Linked DNA regions of Sus scrofa: all the other regions are linked to region 2. Evidence: chromatin contacts called from public HiChIP or PLAC-seq data. All regions are on one chromosome and are shown on one strand. Each heading gives the region's core, a stretch centred on a gene start, on an enhancer-like site or on the middle of the called end of the contact. The rest is flanking DNA. Distances are from core to core; before and after follow the strand shown. Region 1 holds the start of TM6SF1 (transmembrane 6 superfamily member 1). Region 2 holds the start of WHAMM (WASP homolog-associated protein with actin, membranes and microtubules). Region 3 holds the start of PDE8A (high affinity cAMP-specific and IBMX-insensitive 3',5'-cyclic phosphodiesterase 8A).

Evidence for each region. HiChIP or PLAC-seq counts read pairs in DNA pulled down with a chosen protein or histone mark.
Region 1: a contact with region 2 is called in an H3K27ac HiChIP or PLAC-seq map of alveolar macrophages. The contact joins the promoter of TM6SF1 here to the promoter of WHAMM in region 2. A contact is called at or near these places in 2 of 47 Hi-C or Micro-C datasets (both in skeletal muscle) and 2 of 2 datasets of contacts at active chromatin or transcription factors (alveolar macrophages and skeletal muscle).
Region 3: an H3K27ac HiChIP or PLAC-seq map of alveolar macrophages shows a contact between it and region 2. The contact joins the promoter of PDE8A here to the promoter of WHAMM in region 2. A contact is called at or near these places in 2 of 47 Hi-C or Micro-C datasets (liver and skeletal muscle) and 1 of 2 datasets of contacts at active chromatin or transcription factors (alveolar macrophages).

Annotation. Positions count from the first base shown.
Region 1 is chr7:51,842,364-51,846,345 of Sscrofa11.1, forward strand. TM6SF1 (transmembrane 6 superfamily member 1) reads right to left here and starts at 2,569. Exons shown (of 11, transcript XM_005666106.3): 1 at 2,364-2,569. The coding sequence starts at 2,455.
Region 2 is chr7:52,139,030-52,142,588 of Sscrofa11.1, forward strand. WHAMM (WASP homolog-associated protein with actin, membranes and microtubules) reads right to left here and starts at 1,304. Exons shown (of 10, transcript XM_001927315.5): 1 at 560-1,304. The coding sequence starts at 1,174.
Region 3 is chr7:52,556,072-52,559,852 of Sscrofa11.1, forward strand. It overlaps PDE8A (high affinity cAMP-specific and IBMX-insensitive 3',5'-cyclic phosphodiesterase 8A), which reads right to left and starts at 2,411. Exons shown (of 22, transcript XM_021098898.1): 1 at 2,315-2,411. It overlaps MIR9848 (microRNA 9848), which reads left to right and starts at 182; the gene lies at 182-265.

The DNA.
Region 1 (3,982 bases), core at 1,319-3,818, 300 kb before region 2:
AGCACAACCAAACGCTTGATAGATCACATCTGTTTGGAGGGAGTCTGGAAGAGGGAGAGGTGGCATTTTGCTGTGAGTTATAAAGTCCAGGTGTGGCCTCACCAATCAACATCAGGGAGGAAGGCATTCCGGGCAGAGGTGACAGTGGGAGCAATGGCGAGGAGGCAGGGAAGTTAACGAGGTCCAAGGGGCACAGAAGAGTCCAACGTGGCTGAAGCAGCAGCGTGGCGGGCAGGGCTGGGGGGCTGAGGCAGAAATGCCCACTGGGGCACAGGAACACCCGTGGGAGGCTTTGCCGCGGTCTGGGTCAGAGAGGGCCAGGGCTGGGGGAACAAGAAAGAGGAAACAGATGCTAGCCTAGCCAGGGAATTATGCTGCTGGGGACAGTGGGAGGGTGGGAAGGAGGGAGAGGAGAAAGAAGAGGGAGGAGTCAGATGCTCCTTGAATTTTAACCTGCAGGAGGATGGGAAGAATGCTTGGAACCAATGATTCAAAACTCCGCAGGGCTCAGCAAATGTGTTCAACAATACACCACGATACATAATTCAGTGTGGACTCAGCAAATGCCATCACCATCCTCCCCCTAGCTGAGGCCAAAATCTCAGAGTCATCCTCAGATCCTCTCCAAGCCATGCAATCCTTCCATAAGCTGCGCCGCCCTCCCTCCCAAATACCCCCATACCCAGCCATGTCCCTCTCCTTGTGCTGCTCCCTGTTCCCCTACCCGGAAAGCTCTGTCCCCGCGTCTTCCTGCAGCTCATGTCACCTCCTCCAAGAAGTCTTCCCTGACCACCAGTGCCCCCTCGCAGTCACTCTTTCTTGATGCCTCATTTTACATGTTGAGGTCTGTCACATCATGTGCCTCCCCCATCCCTTGTGGTTTGTTCAGAGCTAGTGCCCCAGCACTTGGAACACTGCCAGGCATATAGTATGTACTCAAAAATTTTTTTTTTTTTTTGTCTTTTTAGGGCTGTCCCCACGGCATATGGAGGTTCCCAGGCTAGGGGTCGAATCACACCACAGCCACAGCAACACCCAATCTGAGCCATGCCTGCGACCTACACCACAGCTCACAGAAACACCAGATCCTTAACCCATTGAGCGAGGCGGCCAGGGATTGAACCTGCATCCCCATGGATGCTAGTGAGATTCATTTCCACTGAGCCACGACAGGCACTCCTGTACTCAAATATTTGTTGAACTGTCCATAATGCCATTTTAGAAGAGCAGAGTCCCCCATGCACTATATTCACAAACATGTGACATTCACTGCTCAGAGATACTTCTTCCACGAGTTGTGCTCCAAGACTGGGTCAGACTGAAGGCTGTCACTGCCCATGCCCAGGGAGCACTCAGTATGGATGGGTGCCCTCTGGATAAGGCCGTTAGTAAGTGGTGGCCCCAGCAGTGAAAGAGAAGGAAGTCACCGCCCTGTGGGCAGACACTTTTCCGCAGCCTAAAGGTCTGGAGGGGGTTTGCAGCATACAGACTGATGCAATTTCCTTAGCACCAACTGCTATGGGAAACATAACAGGTTACTTCCTCCGCTCCACAGACAGCAAGGAACATCAGCAGGGACAGAGGTCTGGCCCCTTTCCCACTGCCCAAGCAGGCCCGCCACTGCCTGGTGCCATTGATTGGCCAGGGATCCCCTCATACAGGAGAGGCAAGGTTTGAACCAAACCCATATGCTGCCTCCTTCGGCCTCACCCATTTCCTTAGCATGCACCTGCCTCTCTGCCCTACTCCCCCTCCTACACTACAAGGTACCCTTCACTGTCTTTTTGGATCCTGACAATAAGATGCAAATATAGGCCATTTGACAGACCAGAAAACTGAGGCCAGGCCATAAGGTTAGTGCCAAAGCCAGGCCTAGAACCCAGGTCTTTGCCAATTCATTCTGGGCTATTTCTGCTTGTCATTCACAACAGTTTCTAAAATTAATAAGAAATGACAAGTATGTGTGTGTCCATACATGGAAACGTTCCTGCCAAAAGAGGCATGGCCCAAGGTAACACAGTCAAGCTCCTAGTTGTTGGTGTGTGTACGGCCCCCACCCCTCCCCCTGGGCACTTCAAGGGCAGGGGCATTGCCTTATTGACCTCTGTAACCCCGGATACCTGGCACGGTGCTGGCACAGAGCGGACGCCCAGCACTTGGCCCTAGAATTGCGCCGAATGTCAAGGATGCCAGCCTGAGCAAGGACCCCGGCCCGCGCGACTCAGGGCGCCTCCCCTCCTCCGGCCGGCCGCCGGGAGCCCTAGAGGCCGCCGAACCTCTGCCCTGCAGTTTGCGGCTCAGCCCCATCCGGAAAGTTGCTGGGGCTCCTGCCGCGCCGACCCCCGCCGCGCGCGCCCACTCACTCGTGCTGGGCAGCCAGGTGGTTGAAGACGTAGGTGACCGGGATGGCCGAAAGGGACAGCACGAAGACCCCAGTGGCTGCCGAGGCACTCATCGCCGCTGCCGCGCCGCTTGCCCTTCACCGCATCCCGCGCGGGCGCCCCGCCCCAGCTTCCGGCAGCGCCCGCGCCCCTCGGCCGTGCCCTTCGAGGCGCCCCGCGCCGCGCCGCGTCCCGCCCCGCCCGCGCGCCCCCCGCGCCGCGCCCTCAGCAGCGCCCCCTCGGCGCGCCCGCCCGCAGCCGCCGGGTGCGCAGGGCAGCGGCGCAGTTCCCGGAGGCGCCCCAGAGGTCCTCCAGCCCAGGGGCGCTGGGACTCCGCCGCGGGCGAGGGGCGGCGCCGAGGAACCGAGACAGCCCCCTGCCGGGGACAGGTGCCCCCGGAGGCGCGCGCTCTGCGGGAAGGCGGAGGTCCGGGAGACGGGCGCGGGGCCCGGGAGACGGGCGCAGCGGGCAGCTTGTCATCGACGACCTGGACAGGCTCTGGGCCGAGCTGCGGGCCAGCAGAAGGTGGAGCCAGACCCGGGGGTGTCACAGCGGGAAGGGCCCGGGAGCTCATCCACGTGGAGAACCCACGGCGGGGGGGACGGAATAGGATACACGATCCCGGAACTTTGGAACCTGTGTGCGGAAGCAGCCAAGAAGGGCTCCTGCGCACAGTCTGAATCCCGGTTTAAACTCAGGCTGCTCACTCAACCAGCTGATGACCCACCTTGGTCAAGGGCTCAATGTGTTATCTTTCCCCTTCTCTACCAAATGGAGCTAACACCCATCAGTGTGATTGTGGGATCCATGAGGCGCTCGCCTCCTAGTACTATCACCTGCACTTCCCACTTTCTAATTGGAACTGACACTCAGAGGAATACAATGATTTAAGAGACTAGAATGCCATTTATTTCTACTCTCGGTAGCGTTCCTGGAAGCCAGTTTACCATCAGTCTGCAGGTGCTAGGCCATACAGGGTACAAGGGCCGGAAGACCAGGGCGCTGGGCTCACACTGCGGTCAGACGGATGCCCACTAGTTGCAGAGAATAGTGTGCACCAAATTTCCCCTGGCTGCTTGACCGTGTGGGCGTGTGGCGGGGCGGGGGGGCCCTTCAGAACGCCCCCACCCCCACCCCCGGGACAGAGCCTGGATTCCTCTACTGCCTGGGAAAAGGAAGGGAAGTGGCTTTCAGAGAACAGCTTAAGCAACCAAGGGAAGCGCATGTCGTTAGTGATCTTACAACTACTAGCAAGCTGAAGACACCATTGGGCTCTCTTTTCTAGTAGCCACATAAAAAAGTAAAAAGACAGAGGTAATTTTCTTTTCTTTTTTAGGGCTGCACCTGGGGCATATGGAAGTTTCCAGGCTAGAGGTCAAATCAGAGCCACAGCTGCCGGCCTACACCACAGCCACAGCAACACAGTATCTGCACCATCGTCTGACCTACACCACAGCTCTCGGCAGTGCCTGATCCTTAACCCATTGAATGAGGCCAGGGATCGAACCCATGTCCTCATGGATACAAGTCAGGTTCTTAAGCCGCTAAGTCACAACAGGAACTCCTGAAACTGATTTTAATAGTGCATTTTATTTAACATA
Region 2 (3,559 bases), core at 54-2,553:
CTCTTTCAAGCTTAAAATTGCACTCCTGTTGCTGCTCTTAAAGACCGATGAATACAGCTCACGTCCCATCGGCTATTCCATGTAACCGTCTCCTAGAAGCCGCTTCATCCTCTAGAACATTTTGTCCCCACTACTGATCTCCGCTCACGCACAGAACCTGGCTTTGTTTACATTTAGTCCGTGTTGTCATTTCCTACACGGAGAGGGTAGCTCTAGTTTTGCTTTCAGTATCCTCTAGTATTTGCATCACAGCAGCCTGCTCCGCCAATAGCTTCAGCGGAATGGTTTAAGGGCCTACCCAGCTTCTCACAGCGAATAAAGGTTGTTGATGTTGTTGCCGTAACTTAGTCCTCTTACTAGACCCCATGTGGATTCCTCAGAATTCCCCAAGCTGCTCCCCAACAGGTGAAGGGCACCTATGGGACTGTGCTCTCCTGTGCATCACACTAAAAACTGGCCCCCTCCCCGCGAGGGTCTACGGAAGGACCCCCACCCTCGGAAAGGCCCCAAGGCTGAACCGAGCGGGAGAGGACCGGGTGTCCGCCCGGTGGGTGCATACCTGGCGCAGCCGTGAGCCCGCCTCGTCCCGCCGCGCGCGCAGGGCCCGCTCCCGAAATTCGCGTAGGCTCTCGCAGTCCGCCGCGCAGCCATCCGCCGGGAAGAGCGCGTCGCGCACCGCGGAGCCGCCACAGCCGTCGGCCGCCTGGCCCAGGTAGCGCTCCAGCTGCCCGCACAGTTCCTGCAGCGCCGCCTCGCCCGGGCCCGCGCGTGCCGGCCACACCAGCGTCCACAGCCCGCGCCCCAGGCCCCAGGCCCCGCCGCCGCCCGCGTCCAGCTCTGGCGGCAGCTGCGGGAAGCAGGGCTCCAGCGGCGGCCATAGCGCCGCCAGCTGCCGGTGCGCGCCGCGGAGCCCGGAGGCCGAGAGCAGGCCCGCCCAGCTGGGCGGGGGGGCGGCGGCCTCGAGCACGGGCTTGGGCTCGCGCTCGGGCCCCGTCCGGTCCCCCTCGCGCCGCCGCTGCCGCTGCGCCGTGCGGTCGTGACAAGTCACAGCGAACTTGCCTTCCGCGTCGTTCCAGGCCACGAGGAAGCGCAGCTGATGCCGCTCTGGCTCGGCGAAGAGGTCCTCGCGGACCGGCACCCAGCCCTCCAAGCTATCGGGCTGCTCGTCCTCCATGGCCGCCGACGGTCAGCACCCGTAGGGCTTGGCTCGCCGGGGCCTGGCCTGGCACTCCCACTCACTGGAAGGTCCGAACAGCGTCATTTTTCGCTGAACTAGAATCGGGGTCAGCGCCCAGACTAGCGCCACCATCGGCACTTTTGATTGGCTAGCTATGGTTTCCAGCGCGCTTCCGGGATTGGTTGGGTAATAGAAGGGAGGGCTCTCGACAACCAATGAAAAGGTCAAAAGATCGTCCTCCCACCCCAGGCAATCAAGGTAGCAACCTAGTCGAGAGCCCGAAATTACCACTCTTGCCTCCCCTTTTCCACCTGTATACATATTGACGTTGAAAAATTGTTAAATGAAGAGTCCTACACTAATCTGTGAACCTCTTGAAAATGGAGATTCTGTCTTCTGTTATCAGGACCCTAGTGAATACATGATTCCTGCTTTCAAGAGTGGTGAGATCAAACATTTAAGCAATAGTTATTTAATGGAGGTCTTTAAGCACCAAGCACTAGGTAGAAGCCACAAACACTGGTATCAATTCAACAAACTTTTACGTAATGTATGCTGTGTGCGTGTTTTGGGAGGTTGGGCACAGAGGGAGCATACAAAAAGATACCTCTTCTTCAAGGCACCCCAGCTTTCAAGCAGCATGTTTAAATACAATCTATGTTAAAACCCTTCATTTGAGAGATAAGGAAACAGGCTCAGAAAAGAAATTTTTCTTAAGCTACACAGGCAATCAGGCACTTCACACCCTTCAGACCACCTGGTTGCTGAAGACCTGTTTAAGGAGATCCGGAGATGTAATTTGCAGTGGGGAGGGAGTGTGACTTGGAGCTCGAGCTGTTCATACAACAGGGAATAAGACAGCCTTGGTCTCTACCCACTGTGTACTGAGAAATACAACACAGGTCCGCTCCCATCCTGCCAGTGCACTGAGAGGCTAGTGGGGGTAGAGGGCGGAGGGGAGGGAGGGGGTGCACAAGGAGCTGAGAAGGAACCCTTCATCACAAGGTTTGTGAGGGTTTGATTCGGGAACCAATGAAAGACTTTTTGAAGGTTTGGGGGCTGGGAAAGCCTGCAATCAGATTTGCACTGGTTATTATCCCCAGACAAACAACAACAACAAAAATAAAAAACAGAGCTAGGTGAAAGCTACCGTTAGGCATCTCTCCCGCTGAAGATAATCCCAGGGCATCTAGGAACCTCTGTGGAATGTAGCTGGAAAGTCTAACGTTGCCTGTATCTGTCCGGGAGAAGGGGGATTGTGGGGTCCTGGATACCAGACAGCGGCTCTGGCTATTATTCAGTCCTCTTGAACAGATAACCTTTTAGGTAAAGAGATTTATTTTTCCTCAAACTTTTTTTTTTTTTTTTTTTTTTAAAGGCTGCACCCGGGGCATATGGAAGTTTCCAGGGCTGGGCAGCTGCTCAGGATCCTTTAACTTGTTGCACCTGGCTGGGGATCCAATCACCCGCCTCTACAGCGACCCAAGCCGCTACACTCGGATTCTTAACCCACTGTGCCTCGGCCAGAACTCCCTCAAACTATTTTTTAACATTATCGTTTTAGCTAAAAATGATTTACTTATTCTTTAATAGCCTGTTTTAATATGTTTTGTATATTCTTTACAGTATATCTTTTTACCGTATTTGTGTTATATTGTTTAATCCTTTCTAGTAGTTCTAAATTATTTGCTTTTTCAAAATGAAATTAGCAGACTTTCTAATTATAAAGGTAATTTCTGTTTTGTGTGAGAGGGGCATAAATGTATACATTCTTAGGAAAAAAAAAAAAAAAACAGAAAAGTACACACCAAACCTAATCATTTTTACCGGGGTGCCTGACTGGCTTACATTTCCTTTATGATTCTTTTGTAGTATTTGCTCTTTTCTAAGCCAAATACTATATATTATTTTACAATAAAAACTAAAGAGTTTTTAAAAATAATAAAAGGTATGAATAATATTATAAAACTAGACATAGAAAAGTTATGAAAGGAAAATAACTCATAAGAGATAAACCTTGCTTTCATTTTGTGTGTGTATGTATACATTTGTGAATATATATATGATTATACTGTAATGATGTTTTGCATACTCTTTCTACTTACAAATATATTGTAGGCATCATCTACATTAAAATAATAGGCATCTACATTATTTTTAATATTTGTCAATATCAAGTTGACAGTATTGTGATTTGCTTAATGAATTCTATATTGGTAGAAATAGATTAAGTTCAGTTTTCTGCCAGTATAGGTAATACCCTGGCGAACATTCCTGTACACACATCTTTGCATAATTTTTTCTTTCAAATTTTTTGCTTTTAATATTTTATTTTGCTTCCAATATTTTTATTGTATAGCTACCTGGCAGTAAAAGTATTTT
Region 3 (3,781 bases), core at 1,161-3,660, 420 kb after region 2:
GCAACCGCATGCTTGTGCAAAGCTGACAGAGGAAAACACAACGGTGTGCTAGGGTCCAGAGCCCCGGCTTCACAGTGCTAGTCACCCCTCCCCGGCCACTACGAGAACCAAAAGAATTAAAGTTCATGCTGAGTTAACTCTCAGGGTCGCGCCAGAATACCCTGGGGGTTCCCCTGTACCAAATGTTTGGTAGCGAACTGATTCCAGCGCCCAGGTCAAGTTCACAGCGGTCCCTGCTCGAGACGTCGGATGTGCCCCAGAAACCGACGCCGCCGTTCGGGGAGCGTCCCAATCACAACTCGACTAAGCAGGATCCCTAGGACCCCGGGCGGTCCTCCTCCGCTGCTGCCCCCGGTCCGTCAAAGTCATCCAAAGCCCGGCAAGAGGGCACCGCGGCCCGGGAGGGAGCCCCGCCCGGCCCTGCGGGAAAGCGGCTGCCCCGCAGGGCCTGAGTTTCACGGCGGACCGCAGCCCCAGAGCCCCCGGCCGCCCGCCTGGCGCCCCTTACCTGGTTGCCGCCGCTGCCGCGAGGCTCGGACTCCGCGAGGCTGGCGCCTCGGGCCCGGGCCGAGGCGGCGGTCTTCGGGCCGTGTGGGAAGCGCGGCCCGCCGGGCGGCAGCGGCGGCGGCGCCGCGGGGCCCGGCGCGTCCTCGGCCTCCTTGCCGCCGTGGTACACCGCCCGGTTCTCGGAAATGTGGATGCTCGGGGCGCAGCCCATGCTGGCGGCGGCGCGGCGGACACGCTGGCGGGCAGCCGCGATCCGGTCAGCAAACGGCCCGCCCGGCGCCTCGGGGCCGCCGCGGGCGCCGTGTCATCGCCGCCTGGGCGGGCGGCGGCGGCGAGCGCGGGTCTCGCGTCAGGAAGTGCGGCCGCCCCTTTTATCGTGGTGCGGGCGCGGCGGCGGCGGCGGCGGCGGCAGCGGTGGGGAGGGGGCGCTGGGGCGGGCGGCGCGCCGCGGCCGCCCCTCCGAACATGCCCTTCCTGAGGCGGGAGCCGCCGGCCGCCTCCCTCACATCGCCGCGCTCGCCTCGGCCGCACCGCGCTTCCGGGGAATTTCGGGGGAGGAGATTTGCGCTCTCCCGACCCGAGAGCCGGCGAGTCCGCGCCGCGCGAGCGACGCCGCCCTAGCCGTGGGGCGGTGCGACCCCCAGGGGAGGTGAGCTCTCCGCCAAGCCCGCGCCCGCTCCGCGGCGCTGCAGCCGCTGCCTCCCCTGGCCCGGGCACCCACGCCGCTCCGCCTGCTGTCCCACGAATAAATGCCCCTGATCTGAGGGCTGGTAGAGGAGAGAGGTAGCCTAGGTCTCTCGCCGTTGAGGGGTGGGGGCCTGAGGAAGCCCCTCAGGGCTGCGAGGCTGCGAACGCCCCGGTGGGGAAGGAGAGCCCTTACTTCCAGCCGGACCTGGGGCCGCGCCGTCGAGAAGCGCTGAAAAGCGGCGACGCTCACCCGGGAGCTGCGGGCTGCAGCTCCGGCTCCGTGTTCCGGGCCGGGTCTTGCCGGCAGCCTGCCGCGCCCAGCCCCCAGCGGTGACCTCCAGCGGGTGCTGGCGTCAATGCAAAGCAGCTGGGGCGCCCGCCGCCGCCTCCCGGCACCGCCCGCCACTGAGCATGCGCGGCCACGACGGGAGGGGCGCGCTGCCCCAATGCCGGGAGTAGGAGAGCGACTTGCCCAAGGCCACACACAGCCACCCTGGGCGCGTGGGCTCTGACCTCGGTTCCGCGGCCGCCAAAACCCAAGCCCCTGAGTTCGAATCCCCCAACTGTATAACTTAGCAGCTGCATGACTTCGTTCAGGTCACTATCTCTGAGCCTTGGAGCGCGCATCCATTAAAGAGGCCTCTGGAAGGATCTCCATGGGGCGGGGGGGACAGGGCAATGAGGGCACCCGTACTCCGATCCCAGGCAGGTGGGGACTGGGCGTTATGGTCGGGGGTCTCAGTCCCTGTGCGCTCCCTCGCGCGCCAAGACCTGGGGCACCATGCTTGCCTGCACTGGCAACGGAGAGGCTGCGATGCTGGGATGCTGAGAAGCTACTTTCGCGACAGGTTGGGGATGCCAACCAATGATACTCATCTGAACCAAAGACGGGGGCGCCCAAGACCCCAAAGGCTCCCTGGCCTGCTGGAGCAGAACCAGGCGTCCGCCGTGCAGGGCGAGGGTTGTGATGATGCCAGACGCGCTTTCAGAACTGCAATCCCACACAGATCGCCGCCAGCTCGCTGTGTGACCTTGGGCGAATCACTTAACCTTTCCGTGCCTGAGTCTTCCCTCCCCCGATCAGCTGGAGGGTGGCGCCCCTGGGTGTCCCATCACGTACCCCGGCGCAGCCCACCTCGGACCTGCCCGCACTCCCGCCCTCTCTGAGGCTCCAAGTCCGCGGAGACTCTGGCGCTGCGGGTCCCTTTCCTCTCCCGCGGTCCACACCTTTTCCTAGCGCGGCCCCGGAGCGACCCTGGTTTGCCGCCTCTCCAGCCGGACGCCCAGCTACTGTAAAGACCCGGAGGTGTGCTCTGGGCTGGAGTCCCTTCTGCGGCGCTAGGATCACACAGCCTCGGGCGCCGGATTCCGCGATGGCTTGGGCTTCAAAGAGCTAGGATCCAAACCGGCGGCGCACCTCAAGCCGTGATCTTCTGGGCCCGAGGTGCGCACTGGGTAGAAATGACCGGTAACTTGAGAGCAGCTTTGTGCTGCTGGCCCTTTCTACTAGCCGAGCTGGCCCAAACCACTGGCACGTGACGAGCATTATCAAGTTTAAGCAATAATTAGGGATTTATGCCTCCTCGTCCTATAAAAGTACCCAGTTGAAAGGCACAGGAAAAGATTTTTCTGTCATCGGTTATTCCATCTAAATTGTAGTGTGCTTTCTGTGCTTGTTCTGCAGATTTTAGAAGGTAATTTTTCCAGGCAGAATCTGGACCCTTCTAAATAAAGAGTAATTCATGCAGAAAACGCTTTGAACCATCAGAGTGCTTGAAAGACTATCTCACGCCCTCTGTCCTCCCCTCCTGGCGCTGAGAAGTCTGGCCTTGATGACTCCCAGCACTGACCTTGCCTCCTCCTGCCACTATAGACTGCCCTCTCGCCCCCACCCCCCTGCCTCACAGGCAGAACCTCAGCATCCTGTCCTCTCCTTGGAAATTCTTGAGCAACCCCTTTTCTAATTAGGAGTGCGGACTTCTATCCCCAGCCCCTGCCTCACTGGCTACCTTCATTGCCATCCTGAGCTGGTCACTTACCCTCTCTGTGCTCAGAGAACTGCTGGACAGCCATGTTGACTGATTCCCAGCTCTGCAATTTGGGGACTTAGACTTAAAGACCTAAGGCTAAGAATGAAGCAGGGACAGACAGGAAAGGTAGGAATCATCTGCCCGCTTCTGGGGTCACAAGGAGTAACCCCCCACTCACTTCTGTAATACTCTGGAACTCAGCCTGGGACACTCCAGGAAGTCACAGTCTCTTCCCGCCACCTGCCTCCCATCCCAGCTTCAAGCGCCTTACATCGGATGCCTCCTACTTCTTCCCTGGCCATAACTTGCATTTTGAGTGACGGGGGACACAAAAGGTGTTACAATGACAGAAATAACCCAAACCTTGAATGTGCCACCTGCTGGCTTACCCAGGACTCCCGAGCCCCTGTGTTGAATCTCTCAAGGTGAAGTTCATAGCAGAGAGGCACCCCAGCTCTGTGGGCACCTGGAAGTTCTGGGCAACACAGGAACACACTCCGCCACAACCCCCCGTGCCTTCCACCCAGGTGCATGGACCCCCAAGCAGAGCTGCTTGA